Linked DNA regions of Mus musculus: region 2 is linked to region 1. The links are chromatin contacts, called in public Hi-C maps. All regions are on one chromosome and are shown on one strand. The core of a region is the stretch at or near the end of the contact, and the rest is flanking DNA. Distances in the headings are between cores, read along the strand shown. Region 1 has its middle 54 kb from the start of Sod3. Region 2 has its middle 11 kb from the start of Gm30178.

The links. Hi-C and Micro-C count contacts between places; a contact is called where the count stands out from the background.
Region 2: a contact with region 1 is called in a Hi-C map of muscle stem cells, with 2.9 times the contacts expected there. The contact joins two enhancer-like sites.

The regions. Positions count from the first base shown.
Region 1 is chr5:52,306,375-52,312,308 of GRCm38.p6, reverse strand. No RefSeq gene overlaps it. Among named protein-coding and RNA genes, the nearest start is that of Sod3, 54 kb to the left of the region's middle. Within about 2 kb of position 2,433, at least 24 of the 459 cell types and tissues checked have an H3K27ac peak or open chromatin away from gene starts, as enhancers often do. A contact at or near this core is called in muscle stem cells, where this site is marked.
Region 2 is chr5:52,631,319-52,637,252 of GRCm38.p6, reverse strand. No RefSeq gene overlaps it. Among named protein-coding and RNA genes, the nearest start is that of Gm30178, 11 kb to the right of the region's middle. Within about 2 kb of position 3,017, at least 26 of the 459 cell types and tissues checked have an H3K27ac peak or open chromatin away from gene starts, as enhancers often do. A contact at or near this core is called in muscle stem cells, where this site is marked.

The DNA.
Region 1 (5,934 bases), core at 1,184-3,683:
GCATAACTTGCCTCTTCTTCTCTCCACTCCTGGGACTGGACCTGGCATAGAAGAGACACTTGGGAGAAATAGGCAGGGGCAGGAGAGCTGTGTTTCTGCTGGTGGGATTGGTAGCACCTCTGAGAGCAATCTTGCCTCCACTGTGCTGCTCTGAGAAAGCTTCTGAGAGGCCTCTGACCTGGCAGGGTTTGAGACAAAAGAGCCGTACACAGTAAGTAGCCAGGAACACTAGCCTGGAGAAAAACAAGAAGCAGCCCAGGTTGCAGGTTCCTGCAGAGTTGGGAGCTGTAGATAAATAGGGATGCAAAGGCAGGCTTTAGATTGATTTTCAGATACACAAAGGAGCATCTTCAGAGTTCCCTGCCTATGGGTTTCCACTATGCCTTTCCGTATCAAGAAAAAGTGTGACTCCAGTGTGAACCCAAGCTAAGGCTTCAGTAGATATGAGCATCCTGGCTCCACCCCTGAGAACCCATACCAAACATTCTCTGCTTAGGGGCAGAAAGTAAACATTTTAGCTTTCAAAAGCATCAACAACTCAACTTGGCTTTTGCAGCACAAGAGAGGTGCTATGGTTTGTATATGCTCGGCCCAGGGAGTGGCACTATTAGCAGGTATGGCCTTGTTGAAGTAGGTGTAGCCCTGTTGGAGTAGGTGTGTCACTGTGGGCTAAAAGACCCTCATCTTGGCTGCCTGGAAGTCGGTGTTCCACTAGCAGCCTTCAGATGAAGATGTAGAATTCTCAGCTCCTCCTGTACCATGCCTGCCTGGATGCTGCCATGTTCCTGCCTTGATGATAATGGACTGAACCTCTGAACCTACAAGCCAGCCCCAAATAAATGTTGTCCTGCATAAGACTTGCCTTGATCATGGTGTCTCTTCATGGCAGTAAAACCCTAACTAAGACAAGAGGCCACAAGCAACATGGCACCAAATGGCCATGGTTGTGAGCCAATATATTCACAGATAGGCCAGGTGTGGCTGTGCACATCTTTAATTCTTACATAAAGGAAAAAGAGGTAGGTGGATCTCTGTAAATTCAAGGCCAGCCTGGTCTACATAGCAAGTTCAAACCAGCTAGAGCTACATAGTGAGACTTTGTCTCAAAAAGAAAACAAACAAACAACCCTAATTAAAAATTTTATTGACAAAAACAAATAGTAGACCAAAAACTAGACCATAGGCCATAGTTTTACCATTTCTTAACATCTGCCATGTCCTTGTTAAAAATGGGAATTCTAGTGTATGCCTCAATGTCAAACAGAAAAGTGTTCCATGAAGTTGCCTTGAAAAACAAAAGCCCTAGAGGTGTGCCAGGTGTGCCATGAGGAGTAGCCGCTCCCATTGCCACAGCGCATCCATTAAGCACCCATGGTATACTAAGCACATTGTCATCCCCATCTGATTAGCTAATTTTCTCACGTCCACAACACAACACCAGACAGAAGCAGCCTGAAGGACAAGTTTGTGTTAACTCACTTGGCGCATTCAGTCCTTCATGGCCGAGGAGTCATAGACATCAGGAGCTCTAGGCAGCTGCTCACACTGCAGCGGAGTTAGGAAGCATAGCCTGCTGGAGATCACTCTTTCCCGGCCCATGGCGTAGTGCTGCCCACAGTGAGAGCGGATCTTCCTACCTCAGTTAATGTTACCTTAAAAGTCCCTCACAGTACTTTGTCTTCTAGGTGATACTAGATCCTGTAAACTGACAACCAATACTACCCACCACACCATCCTCTTGATCCTCACAAAGACCTTGCAAAACAACAACCTGTTATTTCTGGGCCTGGAGACACGACCAGTGACTATGACTGCTCGGGTTTTCTGGCCAAGAGCAAGAGCTTCCAGCTGCCATGTTCACAACCGTCTGTAACTCAAGCTCTAGATCTAACGCCCTCTTCTGGCCTCCAGAGACATGCACACACAAATCTCCCCCCTCCTCTCTCTCTCTCTATCTCTCTCTCTATCTCTATCTCTCTCTCTCACACACACACACACTTTGAAAATCAAATAAACATTAAACTAAAAAGAAACGAAAATTGACGTACTTACTAACTAACGTACAAGGAAACTGCTGTGGTCCTGAGGTTACACATACAGGCAGAGGCTGACTAATGTCTACCATTCCTGGATCTAAATGAACAGCCTCACAGAAGTGACACAAGAGCGGGCAGGGTAGAAATAAAAGAAACAATGGAACATTTGGGTACAAACAAATTGGCCCCAGGGTGTTCAGACAATAAGCAGGACCAAAATAATCCTTTCTTTACTATGTTAGCTTTGGTAGCTGGTGACTCTCGGCTGGAAGAGATGGGCTTTTCCTGGGTGAATGCCCAAATCTAAATCCTAAACAAGACAAGCTCTCAACAACAGGCTCTGCCAGAGATGGAGGGGGGACCTTCTCTGCAAGAGATTGCCTGAGTCATGCGGCAACCTTCCAGAACTTTCTGGGCCTGCCTAAAACCAGGCCGCAGGCCCATAGAGTGACTGGAGCAGCCAGCAATACTTCATCGCAGAATTTTCAGCCTCTAGGAGGCCAGATTTAGCAATCTGTCATCCACAGCTGGCCTCACAGTGACACTGGGCTCAGAGAGGCAGGCAACATGGCAGGCAGCAAAGCATCTGCCCATGTCGCTGTGTGGACAGAGATTAGAGAGGGTTCGGGGGGATAATGACTGGCAGTGGCTTTCCTGTAACATTCACGCCAGGAGGAAAGGATTAAGGTAATTGCAGAAAACCCTGGCACTCCATCAGAGTGGTAGTGAGCAATTGCTTTGTCTTGCATGTCACTGGTTTTGGACAGCCCAGTAGAGGTGACCTACCCACGACTTTACTCTATCCATCCGCAGCAACTCTGCCACCCTGCAAAGGGGAGGGAAGCTGAAAAATAGCAGCATGCAAAGAAGGTGCTCCGACAGTACCTTTCATTTCCAAGGCTTACCTGGAGTCTCCGTGCAGGACAAACCATGGTGCTTCTCCCTGCAAGAGAAAGACAGACAGCTGATTCTTTTCAAGGTTTCACATAGTTGTGCATGTGTAGCGTGACAGGTGGGACAAGTGACACCTAGCTCAAGCACTGCCCTGGGACAGGTGGCAGGCACGTGCTCACAAGCTCACCTGTCTTCTTTCATCTCTCAGGAGCATCAGTGTGCCAAGGACACAAGGCATGCAAAGAGAAAGCACTGGCTCTGGGTCATTTGTTACCATCTCTCCTGTATCAGCAACACCCCGTGCCCCAAACACCTCCCAAACTAAAACCAAATGGAAAGAGACAGACCTTTGTCTTCACCCATACATGAAAGCTGCACCTTCTTATCTAATTTTTTAGATCCCTGGTGATAGATATTGGAATCACTGTGGACAGACTTAGAAAAGAAGTTAAAAAAAAAATCAGAATGGTTATCTTCATCCTACATCAAAGCATTCTATTACATATGCCCAAATAGTACTCGATCTGTGGACTTGTTTCTATCCAGAGACTATATCATATCTGAAAACTGTGACCAGCTATGGAATCTTTGCCACAATGAGCTCTCTGGCTGCTCACAAGATGGATGGCCACAGGAGATCTAGAAATGTTTGGTCTAGCTTAGGACTGGAAACCTGGCCACATTCCCTGTCCCTTACTAAAAGCTTTCCCATGTTGGTAATTAGCACACCACAATTTCCTCATTTGTATGACAAGGAACAAAGCTCTCCATACAGCGTAGTGTGTATGTAGTGAGTCTCATTACACGAGACACAGTCAAGGGTAGTGTCTATCAGGCAGTTGGCACATCACTCGGACACCAGCACCAACTCTACTTCGTTATCACTTTCATTATCTACCAGGAAGGCATCAGAGAAGACCTTAGTCAGCATTCTCCAGGGAAACATCAATAGGACACGTGTATGTTTGCTATTACAAATGACACAGATCCACAAAGAAAGATTCACTTTAAGGAATTGGCCAACAGAATTGTGGGGGTCAGTGAGTGTAAAATACTGACGACTGACCAGCCAGGTGAAAATTTAGCCAATAACTCATCCTACTCTTGGATCCAAAGTCTGTCTGAAGGGAGAATTCCTTCACCTCTGAAGAGTGCTCTCTCTCTCTCTCTCTCTCTCTCTCTCTCTCTCTCTCTCTCTCCCCTCTTCCCCTTTCTGTTTGTATGTGTGCATGTGTGATATATACATGCATACATGTTTTGTGTTGGTGTGTCCACATGTGTATGAAAGGTGTACATGTGTACATGCCTCTCCCCCTTCTCTCTATTTGTATGTGTGATGTATACATGCTTTTTGTAGGTGTGTCCACATGTGTATGAGAGATATACATGTGTGTGTGCACATGTGCAAAAGCCAGACATCAAGTCTTCCTCATTTATCTCCACCTCACTTTTTAAAGAAAAGTTCTCTGGCTGAACCTGCAGCTCCTGGATTCAGCTAGACTGGCTGGCCTTCCTGTTGCTCCTTCCTTTATTCTAGGGCTACAGACTCTTGGCATGGTTCAAACTCAAGTTTCCATGCTTGTGTGGCATTGGGGTTGGGTGTAAAATGTCCACCACAGGCTCGTGTGTTTCTGTCTCGTGAGCACTTGGTGCTCAGTTGGTGGTGCTAGTTGAGAAGGTGGTGGAACCTTTAGGAAAAGCCTTACTTAGAAAGTGGGTGGGTAGGAGTGGTCTCTGAGCTTTTACAGTCCTGACCCCCTATTCATGCTCTGCTTCCTGACCTCTGATGCAACACAACCGACCAGGCTCCTACTCCTGCTACCATTCCCTCCATGTAGACCCCTAGGAACCTGGAAGCCAAAAGAAAGCTTTCCCTCTTTTGTTGTTTGGTCAGATATTTTTGTCACATGAAGAAGGTAACTAACAAACAACAGGACATGTGTGGGACCGACTGAGTCTCCTCCCCACACCCTCATCTTTTTTTCCTTAAGGCTTTCCACTGATTAGCCTGAGATTAGGAAAGGCTGAAAGTCTGCTGATTTAAATGTTAATCCCAGATAATAGGCACTATCACTGCAACATCTGCACCGGTAATTGACGGAACAGCTGGCACCGCGGCCTTGACAAGATGACACATAAAATTAACCTTCTCTTACTGTAGGGGAAATCTGCCTTGCCAAGACAATGAGTGCAGAATAAGTCCTAAATTAACTGTACACTATTAAGCCCTCTCCTGGTAGGCCCTTGAGGTGGCTTAGTGGGTAAGGGTCCTTGTCACCAAGTGTGGAGACCCGAGTTCTATCGCCAGAACTCATGTAGGAAACAAGAAGACCTAAATTGTTCTCTGATCTCAGATGCACCGTGGTATGCAAACACTCACATGCATGCACACACGCACACTGGTGCACCAAATTAAACATTGAAAAACAATCTCCAAAAGATGTTTTTAAAGACCAAAACAGCCTAACACCACTGCAAAAAACCACAACCACCCGTGTAACCTCTCAGAACCTAACGGAGTCACAAGGAGGAGGCATGACGAGAAACGTTCCCTGCTAGAAGCTGAAATCCCAGGTTCAAATCCCTACTGCTCTTCTGTTAGGATGTGGCTTTCGGCAGAACCTAGAGAGGCACAAGCTTCCTCAGTTCCAATTCACAGTAAGTGTGTCTGCCCTTGGGCAGCACAGGGGAAATAGGAGGGTCGCATAAAGCCTGTTGATGAAGGGCTTTGAGAGTAAACTTTGAAGCATCGTTACAAAAGGCATTATCCCGAGGCACACAATGCTTTGCACAGACTGAATTCAATTATTCCTACCAAAGCAAAGAGAAAGAAACTCCACTATCCCTTAAGTTTGACCTTACCCTGATCGCACAATCATTAATGTTTTCAATTAGAATTAATTTTCTAGCCTGCTTGGGATTTAGAGAGGCTTTTTAAGATGTGAATTAAATGACTAAGATGTCTGAACACTAACCCTTTCTTTCTCCCTCTATCAATAGAATC
Region 2 (5,934 bases), core at 1,768-4,267, 320 kb before region 1:
TGCCAGAGTGGCTCGCTTAGGGTTTTAGTGTCAACTTGATACAACCTCGAGTCACCCGGGAAGAGGGAACTTTAACTGTAGAGTTGTCTCCATCAGATTGGCATGTGGCCATGTCTGTGAGGGACTGTCTTGATGGTGAGGGGCTCAGGCCACTGTGGGTAGCACCATTTGTAGGTGGGTGGGCCTGGGCTATATTAGAAAGTGAGCAGAGAGTGAGCTAGCAACCACCATTCCTCTGTGGTTTCTGCTTGAATTCCTGCCCCTTCTGTCCTCCATGACAGACTGTGGTTAGAAGCCTAAGATGAAATAAACTCTTCCCGTAGATTGCTTTAGGTCAGAGGGTTTTATCACCACAGCAGGAAAGCAAACTAGATCACTAAGCGACCTGACCTTCCGAAAGCTAACTTTTGACTCATCTGAAAGGATAACAAGACCTCCCGGGACTGAGATAAACATCCAGTGAAATTTTATGTGTGGGAAGTGGCTGGGGGAGGGAGGATGGATATGTAGCCCCTGGTCTGATAGGAGCTATCACTGAATGGTTGGTAACACAACACACCAAAAATGGAAAAGATCTTTAATGAAATAGCATCGGAAATGGGCTTTATGCAGTGCAGCTGTGTTGGCTTGGTATTTATCACATCCTATCTATCGCAATAAAAACCGAGACTGCAGCTATGGGAGATGAGCCTCGGTCTCGGAGCTGCCCTTCCTCCTGCTTCTTGCCTCCTACCGATGGATTTTCTTCTTTGTCTTAAGGCTTTTTTTTTTTTTTTTCCTTTTGGTGCTGTTAAAAACACAGATGCCTCCGGAAACAGATAACTGCTTATTCTTATCAGTTAAGGACGTCTTAGTTGGGGAGAGTTTATCAGATGTTCCTGAAGAATAGGCTTAAAAAAAAAAAAGCCAAACTTTAGCATAGAAACTTTCAAAATCTCCCAGAAAGCCATCTAGTGCCTGCTGCTCCAAGTGCCCAGCCGCACTTCCTGCCTGTGTAATTGACGCCTACCAAGTTCCACCTTGTTTCACTGGTCTCACTAACCACACCTCTGGTTGCAGAGTACATTGGAGATATTTGTGGGTGGGGCTCAGACCCAATCAGACATGGCCCCCAGGTGAGGGAATACTGGGCCCCCACCCCCAGAGGCTGAACCTAAGGTCTTGTGTGCACTTAATACATGCTCGATTACTGAGATATCCCCCCCCCCCCAGCCCTCTTGTGATTTTGAGACAGGGTCTGCTAAGTTGCCCAGGCTAAACTTGAATTCATTCTGCACCCCATTCTGTTCAGGTCCATGAACTTGGACCCCAAGCTCTTGGATAATCGTAGACTTCCAATGTCAGTTCTAATAGGATCTCTGTAGGGTTGTGTGGTAGCAGTTGTCCTAGCTACAGAGATAACCTTTGTTCTGAAATGTGTGGAAGGTGAATGGCGCTATGTCAGGCTTCACGGGCAGTGGAACCTCTATATCTTAACAGTTAGTTGTTCAGAGGGGAAGAGAGGCAAAAAGCTATGCCTGGGAAACATGAGAGGAGGGAGTGGGCTGGCCTGCGGAAAGAACCCTTCCTGATGTCTCCTGGTCAAATAGAGAGATAGGAGAGAGAGAGAGAGAGCGAGAGAGAGAGAGAGAGAGAGAGAGAGAGAGAGAGAGAGAGAGAGAGAGAGGAGCTTGTAGCTTCTGATCAGACCAAAGCTGATGATATTCTCCACTCTCTTCAAACAACTTGCTCATAACCTGACCTATGGGACGGAAGCCAGAGTACTGGAGTTCAGTCTCTAGGATCCACAGGAAACGCTGAGTGTGGAAGCACGTGCTTGTAACCCAGCACTGGGAAGCCAGAGACAGGAGGCTCCCTGAGGCTTGCTGGCTAGCCACTATAGTCCACTTGCTGAGTCCCCGGTGCAGTGGGATACCCCCATGTCAAAGGAAGTGGACTGGTAGGTCGGAATGATCCCAACAGTTGTCTTCTGACTTCTACATGCACCAGCTACACATGCACAGAGCGAGGAAGAATAAGAGCAGAAGCAAACACAATCAGAACCTCCCTTTGGAAGAGTTTGCCTGGACAAAATTCAGGATCCTTGGGTATCTGTGAGCCTCCTGGAATTCCCCAGGTAAGAAACCAGATGTAGAGAACTCTTCAAAGCTGCCTATGTGAGAGGTTCGAACAGAGGCTGGTCCTGAAGGCTGGGGCTACTCATGGGTCATGTCTGGGGCCTGAGAGGGCGCAGAAACCCAGAACACCTTTCTGGCCTTGGCCTTTCCTTTCCTGTGAACTGCATCCTTCTATGTGTTCTTCAGCTTCTGCTGTCCCCACTCGATGCCATCACCGTCCACTTGCCTGGAGACTCACCTCTTCCTAGGGGACCGGATACCCTGGGAGGGGGGAAGGGGACAGGACAGAAGCCTTTTGAACAATGACTTCTGCTGTTGTTGAAGCCCAGTGGAAAATGTGCCCGCTTTTATTTACTAATGCAAAGCAAATGGACCTTTTAACACTGGGAAATCAGCATTTTTGGTGTGCATTTATGATCATTGTCTATTTTCTGTTTATTTCCATCTATTTGCAGCCACTGGGTTTTGGGGCCAAGTTGGTTTCCGCGCCAGTCCCTACGGGGGAGAAAAAGGGAAATAAAGTAGAACTCATAACCAACCACACTGCGCATAGAGCATCCCCACAGAGTCCGGAGCTTCCTAGGCATGAAATTGACTGACGCAGGGAGGCAGCAGGTGTGGGGACACATGCCACTTGCTGCTTTCTTTTTGTTTTTTTTTTTTTTTTCCCACTGTGTTTATAATCAGTGAATGGCTCTGGATGTTTAAATGGTTCCCTAATACTGACGGAGAGTGGATGCCATTACAACCTGAACTTGTATTGCCACGCAGATGGTGGGGAGAAACATCCAATTGGGCACACAGCTTTGTCTGTTTCACTTTTAAAAGATCAGCAGAGTGTCAGACATCCGTGATGCCAGCAGGGGGCGCGTGGGGGAGGGGAGCAGAGCACCTCTGTCGCTGTCCTTCAGACTACATACATATCAAGGAGGGAAGGTGCCACCGCAGCCTCCCCTGTGAGGAGGGGAGTTCACAGCAGCATCTGTGACTTCCCCCTCACAGGATCCAAACCTGTCCCCATGACATGTGACTTGTAAGTTTTGGAGATACCTCCCCCTAACTCCTTGCAAACTGATCCCACCCCAAACACACCTGGGGACGTGGGGTGTGCTTCACATCTCGAACATCTTCAAGCATGGCAGCGCCCTCTACACCAGCTGCCACCTCCCACTCCCACCTGTTCCTCAGATTGCTGCCTTCTTGTGGTTCGCTCCTTCACTCCATTTTGTGGGATCTCAGCAGTTCTATTCTCCCCACTGTCGCTAGAAGCTATGACATCAAAGCTAACTCTGGAAGTCACCTTCACCAGGTTTGAAACAACAGAATGACATGTTGTGAATCTGAGCAGAAAGAGCAGGGTGACGAGTCAGAGACCCTTCCTAGTCCCTTAAGGTCACCCCAGGAGTAAGTCTCCATTGAGAAACCCACACCCATACTTGGGGGGGGGTGTTTTATACTCCCCTCACTCCCTGCTCAGCACCCCTCTCTCTGTTAACCTGATACTTGAATCTGTATTAAAATATCTTAATAAATCCAGCTCTGCTTTAAGAAATTTAAAAAATCACCTGAGGGAGGAAGCCCATCCCCTGAAAGAGAGCCAAGGTTGAGAACACACTCCAGGTCACTTCTGGGTTGGGACATTGATCCCAAGAGTCAGCGTTGATGAAGCAGTGCTTAGTGGAGGGAGAATGGAGGTGAGTGCCGGCGCTCACCCTCTGTTGTTTAAATGGGATGTTTCCCTTTGTCTAGAGTGCTTGGATACTTGGTCCCCCATTGGTGGCACTGTTCAGTTGGTCCCCAGTTGGTGGCACAGTTCAGATAGGTTTAGGACTGTGACCTTGCTAGGGAAAAGTGTGTCCTTGGGTATGGGTTTTGAGAGCATAAAGACTTGTACTATTTCTAGTTTGTCCTTTGCTTGTGGTGCCAGAAGTGAGCTCCCACCCCCACCCCAACCCCCTCCCCCGCTTCAGGCCTTTGCTCTGCCATCATGGACTCTATCCCTGTGGCACTAGAAGCCCAAATAAACTCTTCCTTCTATAAATCGCCCTGGTCATGGTGTTTTGTAACAGCTACAGGGAAGTAACTAATGCAGCTAGCTAGCTGTTTCTTTTCCTTCCGTTTGGGGCCCACAGCCCATGGAATGTATTAGGAAGGGTCTTCCCATCTCAACCTAACCTCGAAACTTCCTCATAGTCATGTTTAGAAGGTTGTCTCCTAGGTGGTTCTCTGTCCTGTCTCGTTGACAGTCTCCTCTGCCACAGTCTGTTTTACTGACATATCATACAGAGCAGGGCAGCACTCGCTCACCTCACCTCTTCCGACTGGCTTCTTTCTTTTCCAATTATAAAGGTGCCTCCCACACTGGCATCTCCTGACATCTTGTGACCTGTGGTGGGCTGGGCTTCAAGTACCACCTTAATTTTGCAGAGATGTTGGGTAGAGGCTGTGCTATCCTGTTTTCTCTTGCTATAAAGAAATAGCCAAGACTGGGTAATTCATTAGAAATAGTTTGGTCCAGTACTAAAGATGGGGATATCTTAAGAATAAGCATAGCACCAGCATCACTTGGCACTTCTATCCAGGATGAAAAGCATGTACAAGAGACGCAGCATGTAGCTTGCATTTGTGTTCACTCACCCAGGTCTAGAGACCTCTAAAGAGTACACTCCCAGGCAACAGCTCCTCTTGAAGGTACCCACTTCTACCTTGTATCCCAGCATTACTAGAGGCTAACGAGTTTTTACTGTGATTCCCAATGGGCACAAACCCCTTTCATACCGTGAGTAGTGAGCCCTGGTCTCAGGCTGACTCTGGCCTTGGAGTTTCTCTTAGAAATATTGGAATTCAGGGTTAAGATCTGGTGCTTTGGGGCAGTATTGTCTGAAGATGTGGTGGTGGCAGATTTGAGGCCACCCTGCTGTAACCATCTGAGAGAGTCACAATCTAGAGATGAAGGAACCCAGGACATCCCAGTGAAACTTTAGACATTGATGCTGAAAGAAGTCTCGTTATAGCAGTTTCCTCTAACGTTAAAAAACCTTCCATTGTGGAGGGAAACTTCTTAAGACAGGATATAAAGGGAAAGTTAAATGACAGGCTATTTTAGGACAGGGTATTTATAAGGAAGTGAAACAACACGACATTCTAGGAGGGGAAAGTGAAGCACTCCATCCTGCAGGAAAGCTCTGGTAAAATAGGAAGCAAACAACACCAAAAATAGCTTCAGGAAGTCCCTGAAACTGACCAGATTCACTAGTTTCCCTCAAAGTAGATTAGTAAAGACTGCTTCAAGTCACTTCCTGTGGTGGTTTAAATGAGAATGGCCTTCACCTGCTCATATGTTTGAATGCTTAGCCCCTCATGGGTGGACTGCAATGATCGCAATCGCAAAGACTAGCCAAGCAACCTGGAAGAGATAGGGTCTAGTTGAGCTGAACCAGAAGGGGCACTGACCAACTGAGCTGCCTGAAAGGACTTTCTCCAGTCTATTTGTGGGGAGCAGGTGTGGCGGTAGTCCCAAGATGGCGCCCGAGACTGCAGCCAAGTCTTATGACTTGCACCTGACTTCCTCATATACCCGAAAATAAGCCACGTCCATCGTGAGAGCTGCGCAGGCGCACCATGATGCAAGATCAGGCCATTTGACGGAAGCCAATGAACTGAGATTTACTCAGACTGGGCTGATGGGGTGTGGTTGAGGGGTTGTATAAGGGATTGCGATTGGAGGATAGAGAGATTCCTGCTTGAAGAGAGATTCCTGTTTGCATGATAGAGAGATTCCTGCTTGCATGTTGAAATGTTCCTGAATGAACTGCTT